Regions from separate parts of the Zea mays genome. Here all the other regions are linked to region 2. Evidence: chromatin contacts called from public Hi-C data. All regions are on one chromosome and are shown on one strand. The core of a region is the stretch at or near the end of the contact, and the rest is flanking DNA. Distances in the headings are between cores, read along the strand shown. Region 1 holds the start of LOC103636617. Region 2 holds the start of LOC103636597 (probable ubiquitin conjugation factor E4). Region 3 holds the start of LOC100273888 (Pentatricopeptide (PPR) repeat-containing protein-like).

The links. Hi-C and Micro-C count contacts between places; a contact is called where the count stands out from the background.
Region 1: a Hi-C map of ear shows a contact between it and region 2, with 2.0 times the contacts expected there. The contact joins the promoter of LOC103636617 here to the promoter of LOC103636597 in region 2. A contact is called at or near these places in 6 of 25 Hi-C or Micro-C datasets (ear, leaf, root tip and 1 more).
Region 3: a Hi-C map of tassel shows a contact between it and region 2, with 2.6 times the contacts expected there. The contact joins the promoter of LOC100273888 here to the promoter of LOC103636597 in region 2. A contact is called at or near these places in 6 of 25 Hi-C or Micro-C datasets (ear, endosperm, leaf and 2 more) and 1 of 3 datasets of contacts at active chromatin or transcription factors (leaf).

What each region holds. Positions count from the first base shown.
Region 1 is chr1:75,793,517-75,797,888 of Zm-B73-REFERENCE-NAM-5.0, reverse strand. It overlaps LOC103636617, which reads right to left and starts at 1,302. Exons shown (of 4, transcript XM_008658976.4): 1 at 896-1,302. The coding sequence starts at 1,231.
Region 2 is chr1:75,434,386-75,438,457 of Zm-B73-REFERENCE-NAM-5.0, reverse strand. LOC103636597 (probable ubiquitin conjugation factor E4) reads left to right here and starts at 2,158. Exons shown (of 16, transcript XM_008658957.3): 1 at 2,158-3,143. The coding sequence starts at 2,293.
Region 3 is chr1:75,730,814-75,734,873 of Zm-B73-REFERENCE-NAM-5.0, reverse strand. LOC100273888 (Pentatricopeptide (PPR) repeat-containing protein-like) reads right to left here and starts at 1,447. Exons shown (of 4, transcript NM_001360483.1): 1 at 1,263-1,447.

The sequences.
Region 1 (4,372 bases), core at 53-2,552, 360 kb before region 2:
ATAAACTATGTATACATTCAAGAGGAAGCAAAGTGGCAAACATGAGCAATAAACGTAACCAGGTTACAAAATTCTTAAGCAAAAAACTACTGAGGCTCCATTTCCATAACTGCTCCTGAATGAGATATTATAATTTTCATGTCAATTAAAGTAAGGTCCCGTTTGTTTCCTTTCATTTTGAGGAATTAGAATCTTACTAATGGAATAGGCTATTTTTTTAGAATGTGACATTCCACCACTTTCCAAAGTTATCATATAAGCCTATCTCAAATTCATGGGGTGAGAAATGGAAATTGATTCTATAGATTTACATGCTATTTTTCCGATGCACAACTTATAGCACACTCTTCTACTTGCTTCGCTACAACATAAATGTAGTATATAACTATCTCTCTCATATGATTTAGAATAATATACAAATATATTACATATATAAATATATGAACTTAATTAGTTTTGTATAAATTATAAATATTAAAATGGAATTCAATTCCAACGAAACAAACGGGGCCTAAGTGATATTGCAAGGGGAGAACAGGACTCTTCCACCGACATCAACTATGTAAGGAAGAGTAGTATCTGAGCGTAATCCCAAAAAACAATTTGAAGTCCAAAGTAGTGCACAGCATTCCAAAGTAGTGAGTACTGAGCAGGACCACGGGTAATCGAGCTTGGCCTTTCCAGTCCTGAAGCACATCTCCCAGGGCGGGTCCAAGGTAGGCACCCTCCACGCCGTACAACCCTCACGAATCCGCAACACTATTAGGATACAGTAAATAGTACGTAGTAGCAAGCATATTCCCTGCGGCTTTTTATTAAGCTACTGGTACAGTGGTACTGGTGCAGTGATGAGGGCATCTGGTGGTCCAATTCGTAAACGGAGTTGAGGGAATGCCGTGGGAGAGAAGAAGCCGGGGGAGCCCAAGAGCGTGGCAGGGCTGAGCCTCGGCGGGACAGCGAACGGGGAGGGCGACGAGGGTACGGCCGGGGAGCCTATGGCGCCGACGAGGAGCTGGGTGAAGGAGCCGTGGAAGGCCGGGGAGGGCGCGTCGGGGAAGAGCGCGGCGGCGAGGGTGAGCGGGCCGGGGCTTGTCTCGGCGGCGCCGGCGGCGAAGAGGGACTCGATGACGGAGCGCGGGGGCAGGGCGAGCGTAGGCCGCGGCGGGCGGCTCACCCCGTCTCCAGCGTGGGGCGTCGACGGGGCCGGGGCGGAGGCCTCGCGGGCCGCCATGCGGAGGGAAGTAGGGGAAGAAACGGAGAGGGAGAGGCAGCGAGGCGCTGTGGCCTGTGGCTTTGTGAAGCGCTTCGTCCCGACTCCCGAGCGGGCGTGGGCAGGCAGGGGACCACACGTATCGGCCGGCTCTGCAGTGGTCGGCGTTAATGCTATCCGCACTCATACTACTCTAAGGGGTGTTTGGTTACACCCCGCTAAAATTTAGCCTCTGTCTCATCGAATGTTTGAACCTCCGTTTCGGATATTAAATGTAGTCGGATTATAAAACTAATTTGTCAGCCGAAGATTAAAAGACGAGACGAATCTAGTCCAGTTGGTTGGGTCTATATTTCATACTCTTATTTAAAAGTCAAACGCTTGATGTGACTCAGGTTAAACTTTAGCAGGAGCAACCAAACACCCCCTAAATTTCTACTCTAAAAGGAATATTCTATCCCCGTCAGCAGTCATATTTACTCTATACCACAATCCTCTGCAGTCATGTTTACTCTATATCTCAACTCTATACCAACTATCACATATTATATTATTTTTTTATTTCTCTTTCATTCCACCCAACTACCCAAGCAGTGCATAGGGTTTATGTCGTACTACTCTGCATATGCCGTTCCAGCACTACTACTGGGAAATAACGTAGCTCAAAAGGTAGGCCACTGCAGCAGGTAGAGTAAACCCTATCTCTGTAGCGTAGCGTGCCGAGTCCTTCAGTGCGGACAGCCTAATTCGCATATCCAACTATGTGGGTGTTTGGTTAGAGGGACTAAAGATTAGTCTCTAGTTTTTAGTCTCATTTAGTCCCTTTTTTGTCAAACACTAGGACTAAAATATGGACTAAAATGATTTAGTCTTTAGTCCTTGACATAGATGCTAAAAGAGACTAAAAGCCCACATGAGTGTATTCTAAGGGCATTAATGAGTATTTGGACAATGTATTTAATGACTATAATCTATTTAGTCCATAGAACCAAACAAGTAGGGACTAAAGTTTAGTCCTAGGACTAATCTTTGGTCCTAAGACTAATTGAAACCAAACATGGCCTATATATATTTTATTCATCCATAACTATCCTCTCTAATTAAAATATATATTTTAATATTTCTATTGTTCCGTGACAATGTGGCATGCACACGGAGTGCGGAAAGTTTTTCAGAATTAGTTGTAATCGTTTTTTTTTCGGATCAAATAAAACTGCGGAACAGTCAACGCAGCGTAAGGCCCCCTTTGTTTTGGCTCCTTAAGCAGCTCCTTCATTGGCTTCTCCTAATTTTCAACCAAACGAGATGCTTCTTAAAAGGCTTCTCCTCAAAAAGAGGAGGGAGCTGGGAGTGAAGCACGGAGCCACAAAAACGTAACTTCTTCGGCTCCTCTAACCTATTGTGACCCCACATTTAACTGTTAACCAATAAATAAAAAGAAGTTATATAGAGAGCTGTTTTGCCAAACATTTTGGAGAAGCAACCACTGCCGGAGCTAGTGAAGCCAATTCCTGGAGCCACAATCGGAGCCAACACAGGTGGAGCCCAACCAAAGAGGGCCTAAGTGTGGCCCCAGTCCGTGAATCTCGTTGCATCCTCTTAAGCTTCTTGTCACAAGGTGCATTTGGGCAACGTTCAATGCAGCACAGCTTATTAGCGGACGCGTGTGCATGCAACGTCCGCTATTTGTTGCTTTACAATTTATTTTTGGACGTACAGTTGGCAACGGATAAAATAACCACGGATACAAGGTTTTGCCCATGTACGTGTCTGCATCCTACACCCTCTATGGACAAAATATCATGTCTGTATCTTCTATCCGCGGGTAGAGGATATCCACGGGCATGCCCGTTTACCCGCCACATTTACACGCACAACAAACCTTAAAGACATCAATAACAAAAGTCAATGTTTCAATAGGCATTGGATCTTCATGTTGCTATTAGACGGGGAGGAAGCTGGAGCAGCACGAACCTTGTTGATTGCGGGGAGATTAGGGATGGTCGCTCCGCACGGTGTCACGACCATGCTAGTGACGGGCTGGTCCACATGGGGCGCGCCAAGCACCAGGGAGCTATGGCAGTGGGTGGCCAGACTACCACTAGGGCTCACGAGTCACGACTGTAACTAGGAGCAAACGAGAGATACTTGGGGTGGCGGCTGAGACTTGGGAGGCTATAGAAGATGCTTGGGGAGATTCCCTAGTGGGTGGAAAACCTAAACTTATATATATATAGTTTAGGTATTAGGAGCCCTGGGCTCTCAATAATTAGAGGAAGCCCTGGTCTAATAATAGCTTTCGTTCTAACCGCACCATATTAAACCTTCTTAACCGGCCCATTTAAAAGCCCATCGATTCAGCGCAAACCAAATTTCCAACTAACCGGCAAACCCTAACATTTTCACTGCTCCAGCGAAGGTAACATAGGCGTTGTCGCCGTTTCTTTGTCTCCCATGTTCATCTTCCTCGTAGCGCCGACGCTCCATCTTTCGTTCCCTCCCTACTCACGCTCGGCACTCAAGCGACGGTAGCGACACTCAGGCTTGGGCTCTCGGCTATGGCATCGACAACTTCATCTCCCGTCTTAATGTCGTCGGTGGCTTCCTCTCCCCCCTCGCCTCCAGCCCTCCGCACACTGGCCGGTGACCCTGAGTGCGTGCCTCTCTCTCCTCTCGGCTCCCACCGTTCCGATGGATCTGTTTTGTGTGTGTGTGCCTGCTTCTATATTTTTAGCTTCAAATCCTGTTTGCCCTGCTGCTTCTATGTTTTCAGATCCAACTATGTTCGCAAGCATTAGCCTTCCTCCCACAGATGGGAAATCAGGATATGGTTATTGGCTTAGAGTCTGGAGAAGATGATTTGGGACTGCACCACAAAAGCTAAAAGCTTTGATTGCTACATACGGTCTGTGTGAAGAAGGTTTGGCACTAGCGATGTTTTTTTGCTACGCACTAGTGACCTACTCACCTACCTGTATGTACATACGTTTGACATGTTCATCATGTCTGCAGATAGAGCGTCAGCTTTAAATTAGGCCTTACATCAGGTTGTAGAACTAAAGAACTAGTATAAAGCGGTCAAGACATTTTTCTCGATTGAAAATATAGTCTGTATTTTTGGTTTCTCAACTCATTTTGCCTGAGTAAAAAAGACTATAAGAC
Region 2 (4,072 bases), core at 909-3,408:
AGTCGATGCGGCTATGGAGCTCACGGAGGGAAAACCGCACCACGAGGCCCATGCGTGGGGCGGAGCACCGCCGGGTGGAGGAGGCGCTGCTGGCGAGCGCCGATGAGGACCAGGCGGTGGAGAGGTGGGAACACGACATGACTACTGGCCCCCGGCGACGAGGGAAACAGAAGCGACAAGGAGCGGGCGGAACGAGATGCCACCACAAGTAGCTCCTTGCCGCCACCTCCAACTTTGACATGCTCAACGGCGCCTCTCGCAACCGCGTGTACTGCCTCGCCATCGGTGCCATGGTCACGGACCCACATCCCATGTCCTCGACATCGGGTGAGTTGTGTCCCATGCAAAGTTTGCTGAAAATTACCGTATGTACTCCTGTAGCCACTTTGTGAAAGGACTGGAATTCTTGATATTTATATCGCCAATATAGTATTAGTGTTACGGTGATATTTTGCCACGGATTTTGCATATCATATTGATGTTTGTCATTCCGTATTTATGTTTTGTACTAATTTATAACTTTTGTGGCAAACAAAAAAGATAAACTGTGTACCTTTATTTCCACAAACCAGTAATGGATTCAGATTCATGGTTGCGCTCGTCGGCAATCTCCAAGATGCACGTAAACAACATGGAACAAACGGGAAGTGGATTACACTCCATGACTTAAGCATGCACAATTATACAGATATAACAAATTACTATGTGGATTCAACGAAGCTGTCAAATCCTGTCACTACTGTGTACCTTTATAATGCCCGGATTCAGCTGTCGAAGTGGATTTCAACGAACAATGGTTGTAATCAAGAAAACTGTTGTAGATCATTTCATTCGGGACATAAAAGATTTAGTGTGTGCTACTGCTTTGAGTTTCAATGAAGAGACAGAAGAAGTACAAAGGATGCGGGGGATGTTGTGGCGTACCTGGAGAGCGCAGGCAAGGATGCGAGGGATGTTGTGGCTTCCACGCATGACTTTTTATTCGGACCGATGATGCCGTGGAGGGAAACTTGTCGCCCGGAGATCTCCTCCAAGAGTGTCGGGGCGAGGACCGAGATCCGGGGCACAGTGAACGCGTTCGTTGATGCTGGGCGGGGGCGACGATCCGGGGCAAGAGTGTCGGGGCACAAAGGAGGCGATCTCCTTCCATGGAGAGTGTGGGCGAGGACCGAGATCTCGGGGGCTGCTTGGAAGCCGACCTACCCAGGCGTCCTCGCCACGCTCCGGAGATCTCCTCCAAGAGTGTTGGGGCGACGCAGCGGATGAGTCCGCTGATGCTGGGCAGGGGCGACGATCCGGGAGGGACGACAGCGATTTGGGGCCGATCCCCTTCCATGGAGAGCGGATTTGGGGCCACGCCAGCGTGGATTTCCTTCCAACAAGATCGTGGGTTTCCTTCTAGGGAGAGCGTGGGCGAGGGCCGAGGTTACCACGACGATTTGGGTCTGGGCGTGAGCTCTGGCAGCGGCGCATCGCCGTCGAGGTACTGGACGATCTGGCGCATGGTCGGGCGCGCGAGGGTATGGCGGCTGGGGCTATGGGGCCAGGTGAGCGTGGGTTGGGGAAGAAATGCAGAGGAGTAGGGAGGGAAAGGCGACGGGGGAAGAAGGGAACGCGACGGTCATCGCGACGACGGGGCTGGATCGCTCGGGGGCGGAGGCGAGGGCACCATGGCACGGGGTGCGGGCATCACGCTGGGGGTAGGGAGAGGGGGCGCGGCCATCGCGGCGTCGGGGAGGAGCGACAATCGTGGCTGCGCGCTTGGGGACTGGGGAGGATAGCGGAGGTGAGAGATGGCAGAACCGTGCACCACACAACGATGTAGACGCCTACACTACGGTCTTAAGAGATAGTAGAGATTCATTAATACTATGCTATAATAACCATTTGCTAATTATATATTTCCTTTATTCTTTTTACTCTTTTTTATCTGTCACGATTTAGTTTAAATATGAACTAGCGGACGGCAAATATTAAATATCTGGAAATGGAGGTCGTATTAATTAGGTTTAATAATTTCTTCTCGTTGTTTAGTCTTCATCTATATTATTAGTTTTATAACTAAACTATATTTAATATCTATTTAATATCTGTAATTGACATTCAAAATTTTTATATGATCCATACTATAAACTTTTAGTTAGGGACCAAACACACACTTTAAACAATACAAAAAAAACCCCAAAGTCGGCTCTCTCGAGTCTGCTCGAATCTTGATCCACCACAACACGCGGTTCCCCGAGTCGAAGGCTCGAAGCAGCAGAGCCAGCAGCGAGCCGCCGCCCGCCGCCGATGGCGTCCCCATCGCCGGCTTCCGCGCGGCCGCAGCGCTCTCCTGACGAGGTGGAGGACATCATCCTCCGCAAGATCCTCCTCGTCTCCCTGACGCCCCCGGCCAACCCCAGCCCAGCCGTCGCCTACCTCGAGCTCACCGCCGCCGAGCTCCTCTCTGAGTCGCGCCCTCTCCTCGCCCTGCGCGATGCCGCCGAGCGCCTCCTCATCGACCGCCTCTCGCTCCCGGACCCGCCCGCCGGGTCCCCGACCCCTTTCGCCTACCTCGTCTCCGCTTTCCGCCGCGCCGCCGACGAGGCGCGTAAGATCTCCACCATCCGCGACGCCGCTCTCCGGGCGCGCCTCGCAGCCTCCATAGCGCACCTCCGGGCCCTCATCCTCTCCTACGCGCGCATCGTCGCCGGGAATCCCGACACCTTCCCCACCCCGCCCGGCGCGCAACACCCCGCCTCCGACCTCCTCGTATTCCTCCTCGCTGAGGCAGCCGACCCGCTCGACCCCACCCCGGCCCCCGGGGCGCCGCCGCCGCCGGGCTTCATTGATGAGTTCTTAGGCAGCGCGGACTATGACTCCATCGAGCCGGCCATGGGGGAGCTATACGAGCTCCTTAGGCAGAGTGTCGATAAGGTTTCGGCCCTCGGTGACTTTCAGCGCCCATTGCGGTTGCTCAGGCGGCTTGTGGGGATCCCCAATTGTGCCAAGGCCCTGGTTAACCATCCTAAGTGGATACCAAAGAATCAGATCATGCTCATTGGGGAAGGGAGGGTCATGGAGCTATACAGTGTACTCGGGGCCTTCTTCCATGTAAGCGCCATCCGAGACCGAGAGTTCGCTAGCAAGCCTGATGTGGGGTGAGTACTATTTATCTTGTTGGTTCTTGTTGATCAAACTTCACAGCTCCCATATGTGTTCGTTTATGTGTGCAGAATTGCATCTTGGATACTGTGCCCAGGTGTTGCTGGTGTTTTTTTTCTGGCTATGACTAATTTAACAACCCATAAATAAATTATATTTAGAGATTTATAGGATACAGAAGTTTGGTCAACCACCTTTTCTTACTGCTAATAGGATGCAGAAGTTTCAAATTTTTAATATTGCTTTTGTGGAAACTGGAAAGATTTAAATTCTGAATTTTCATGTACACTTCTAAACGATCTGTTTATAGTGCATTGCTTCAGTTAAGCCGTGAACTGTGAAGTTTCTCACCACACATTCGGTACTCGGTTCATCATACATCCGGTACTCGGTTGCTAGCTTGGGGATTAGGCTAAAAATTTCTCTTTGCTAGGTCAGGAGAGTTGGACAAGAATGTTGATCTTTCTTCCTGCTACTTAGGTATTAAGATTTAGTGTTCATTATTATTAAACTAATGGAATTTTAGATTTATATCGTGTGTATAGTTGGCCCGCTGATTTTTGGCATTCTTCATTCCCGGTCAGGATTTTGGAACAGAAATTCAATTGGAAAATATCATATAGTGTGGTTCAGCTAAGGATTGCTGTGGCCTGTGGGTCAGTTAAAAGATTAATAGTTCTTTATGTGCCAAACCTATGAGGACAATTTGAGGGATGTGGCAGACGTTGGGCATGTTTGGATACACATGGCTAATTACTAGTTGGAGCTAAGAATTTGCTCAATTTAGCTGTAGTTGGTTAGCTAATCGGCTAACAACTAGTTGAAGACTTGGCTAAAAAAATAGTCCACTTATTATCCCTCCTGTTTGGACGCACTAGAGCTAATTTGAGCTAAAAAATAGCTAGCTAACAATTAGCCCTTGGTA
Region 3 (4,060 bases), core at 198-2,697, 300 kb before region 2:
TCCTAGCCCTCAGCCCTAGCCACAACCTCTTCCTGGTGGCGGTCCCTTCTCATGCTCCTTCCCTATGCCCTAGCCCCAACCCCTTCCTGGTGGCGGCCCCTTCTCATGCTCCTTCCCTATGCCCTAGCCCCTTCTCGGCAGCACCCCCTTCCCCCCTGCTGACCCAAGGACATGCTTTAAGATATGAAATTGGTTCCATTCAATCAGAAATATATGCATGATAAGGAAACATGGGCATATATCTGATACCTTAAATTTTGTGTTGGGTCTGCCACTGCTTGGCAGGCCAATCACGGTGATAAGAAAGAATGTTGAGTTGGGGCAGTGCCACAGTGGTGGTTTTTCTTCCCTCAGTTTACTGAGGTAGAGCTTAGGGTTCAACCTACACCGTTGGGAAGTTAAGATAATGACCTCTGATGGGATTCAGATATGATCTCGTTGGGATGGCAAAGGAGAGAAGCTTGGACAGTTGACCTTGAGCACTACAGCCCAGGTACCGAGCTACAGGGGGATACAAACTGGGAACACTAGCAATAGGTTTAGGCTGTATTCAGGGTTAAAGTAACCAGGCTAGCTAGCCAGGTAGGATATATTAGCCCAATTTTTGTGTTATACAATGAATCTAGTTAGTCCTAAAAGATATATGTCTAGAAAGGTGGTTAGCTACTGTGTTGGCAGCGAGAAAAACATAATTCAGAATGGCCAACCCAGCTATGGTGAATTGGCTTATCATAATCCTAAACTAGAGGGGAGGCTCTTGACTGCTGGCAACAAAGTGAAATGTTCATCATTGATTGTCGTTAAAGCAAATTATCTTCTGCTCAGTTCAGCCTTCTCGTGTCCAAAATTCAATAAATAAAGCCTGGTTACTTTATCAAATCAGAGGAGGCAATGAGGCATGCACGCATGGAAGTTAAGAAGGAAATGACACAAGGATGATCATATATAATTCATAAGGTTTGCTTCCAGGTTAGGAAGCACACACATCGCCGCCCCTAAACCTAAACTGAACCGTTAATTGTGTTACCGTCTCAATCAGCAAGGAGAGAGAGACGGGTGGATGTAGGCAGAACGTGTACCAGTTTCAGCAAGCCCCACAGCGCGTCGACCCCGGACTTGGAACCGGCGACGGTGCCGCTGCTGGCCGGGGAGGCGCTCGGCCCAATATGCTCGTCTGAAGCAAAGCGGAGCAGGGGCGCAACGGCTGTAAGGGGAAGCGCTCGAATCACAGGAACGGGAGAGATCTCATCTTCGGGACTCACCAGCGGCGGCGGCGGCGGTACGGTTGGAGGGAAGGCAACTCTGCGACCGCCGTCGTCGCAGTTTGGCGCGGTGGGACGAAACGAATCGGCGGGAACAGTGGTTGCGGGGGTGTGCCGGTGTGGTCGGCAGAGATGGCAATGGGCCCGGATCCACGGGGATGAGTTTTTTTTTTCTCATGGGATTTAAACAGACAAAATTATTTCCTGAACGGATAAACGGGAATTCTCCATCCCCATCCCCGCAGCGATCCGTTAGGGCTTGTTCGGTTTAAAAGAGTTTAAGAAAGTTCCTATTTAAATTTGTATAGAAGGAGATTGAATCTCCTTCAGGCCCTGTTCGTTTGTGTCCGATTGCATTTGGAATATCGTTCCACTTAAGGCCTTGTTCGTTTACATCGGATTGCACCCGGAATCGTTCCGGCTAATCAAAGTTTATATAAATTAGAGAAGCAATCCGGTTCGGAATCGTTCCGACCCACCAATCCGACACAAACGAACAAGGCCTAAAGTCTTGTTCGTTTCTATCGGATTGCACCCGAAATAGTTCCAGCTAATCAAAGTTTATATAAATTAGAGAAGCAATCCGGTTAGAAATCGTTCCGACCCACCAATCCGACACAAACGAACAAGTCCTAAACAAAGTTTATATAAATTAGAAAAACAATCCGGTTAGGAATCGTTCCGACCCACCAATCCGACAAAAACGAACAAGGCCTCAATCCCCCTCAATCCACCCCTAATCGAACAAGTCTTTACGCTTTATTTGGGTATAGAGGGATTGAAGTGTATTGAGGTGTATTGAAGAGAATTGAAAGAAAAATTAGTTTATATTACACTTAAATACACCACATACCACCTTCATCCACTCTAATCTGATATTACCCAAACAAGCTATTAGACGTAATATTGTTTTTTTGTACTAGTTAATGATAAAAATAAATAATTATATTTTCAAGAGACCATTTATTGTTATAAATATGCTCATTTTGATGTACATATAATATTATATATATATGACAATATGTATAAGTGATAATATTTTATATTAATAACAAAGTACATATGTTCTAATTATAATTTAAGTGGAGACGGGATCTCCGTCGGAGATTTATCCCCGCAGGGAATAGGGATGGGAAAGAAATATCCTCCACGAGCGTTTGTGGGAATCCCCGCGGGAAATTTTTTTTCTTCACGAGGATGGGGATGGGGAGCTATTGTCCGACAGAAAATTCCTCGTTGCTATCTCTAGTGGTCAGTGGTCGTGTAGTGTCACACCCAGATTTAAGAGATAAACATGGGTGCGTCTCATATATGCGTCCAATAAGAACATCACATATAATGACCAAGTGTATAGAGATAGATGTCACAAAAATTATTACATTGCAGAAGTGTCTTACAAAAATAAATGATAACAATAAAGCGAACTAATAATTATTCCTTGGCGTCATAAAGCTGACTGGGAGACGTCATGTAGACTAGCTCGTACTCCTTGTAGTAGACCTCCTCCTGAGCTATCTGCTCTTCACCTGTGGGGGTCTATATATCGCAAGGGTGAGCTCACAAAAGATCATAGCTCAACAAGTTGTGGGAAATAATGTGCATGAACTCATCAAAGGTGGGAGCTCAGGTGAAGTGTAAGGCTGATCAACAGATAATGGTTAAAGCTGGGTATTGCTTTTAATAAGTTGATCAAATTTTATTAGCAGTTACTAAATGTAATTATATACCAAACCAGAGTAATAATAGATCAAAAATAAAAATAAAATCACAATGCGATGTATATGGCAAGTTAAGTTTAATTTCATAAGTTAATCATGCGAAAGTCATGAGCTGCTCATGACTGTGAGAACAACTAGTATACTAGTTTTACACTCTGCAGAGGTTGCACGTCTTTACCCACAAGTCATGCTACCCATTTGCCAAGAGGTCTAGAAGTCCTATTCATCTCTACCGAGGAGACTGGACAGGCTAGCACTACATGGCCTTTCTAAAGTTCCGTTAGTTTGAGAAAACCCGCTACGGATTCAAGACGAAGGAAGCATAGGAATTCTTTGTCCGGAAAGCTAAACAGACAGTCCGACCCGAGAACCTCCCTATACTCTGCAGTGACGCCTCCCCGCTTGCCCCTTTTAGGTAAGATAGTCTCTCCCTAGCTTTTCTAATTACTTGGCCAAGGGCATCCCATTCCACCCTTGTGGTAGCACTGTATTATCAAGTTAAGCTACATGTTCCAATTAACACCATAGTCTTATCATGAACATTAAAGAATAGAATAACAATAATAAAGTATGATCATGAAGCATATTTATCTTAACACCCAAAGTTGTGATTTTCCAAAGGTTTAGGTGTTTAATATAAAATAAATTAAGTGCATAATTTTAATCTATGTTTTGTAACAAATTAAGGTTACCAGATGATAAACAATATTAATATGAATTTAATGCAACTGGAATGAATCAATTTGGAATTACAACAAAGAAGTTATGAATTTCTTAAGTGCTTAAAATTACTTCGTACATAATATTCATTTTTCAGACCAGATTTTTATTCAAATAAGAAAGATTGGGTTGCGGCTACAAATTCTATGAACTCCAGGGTTTAAATTGCTAATTCCAGGGACCTATCCTATATGATTATCCCCTGAATCTGGATGGCGGGTTGATTTACACATTTGCCAAGGGCTCTTCTACAAGATGGGCTCGGCGAAGGGGTATCCCTGCACAGGAGCCAATGGATCCTAGATCTATGGTCAGGATTAAACTATCGTTATAATGAGTCGGTCTTCAACAGGAACCCTA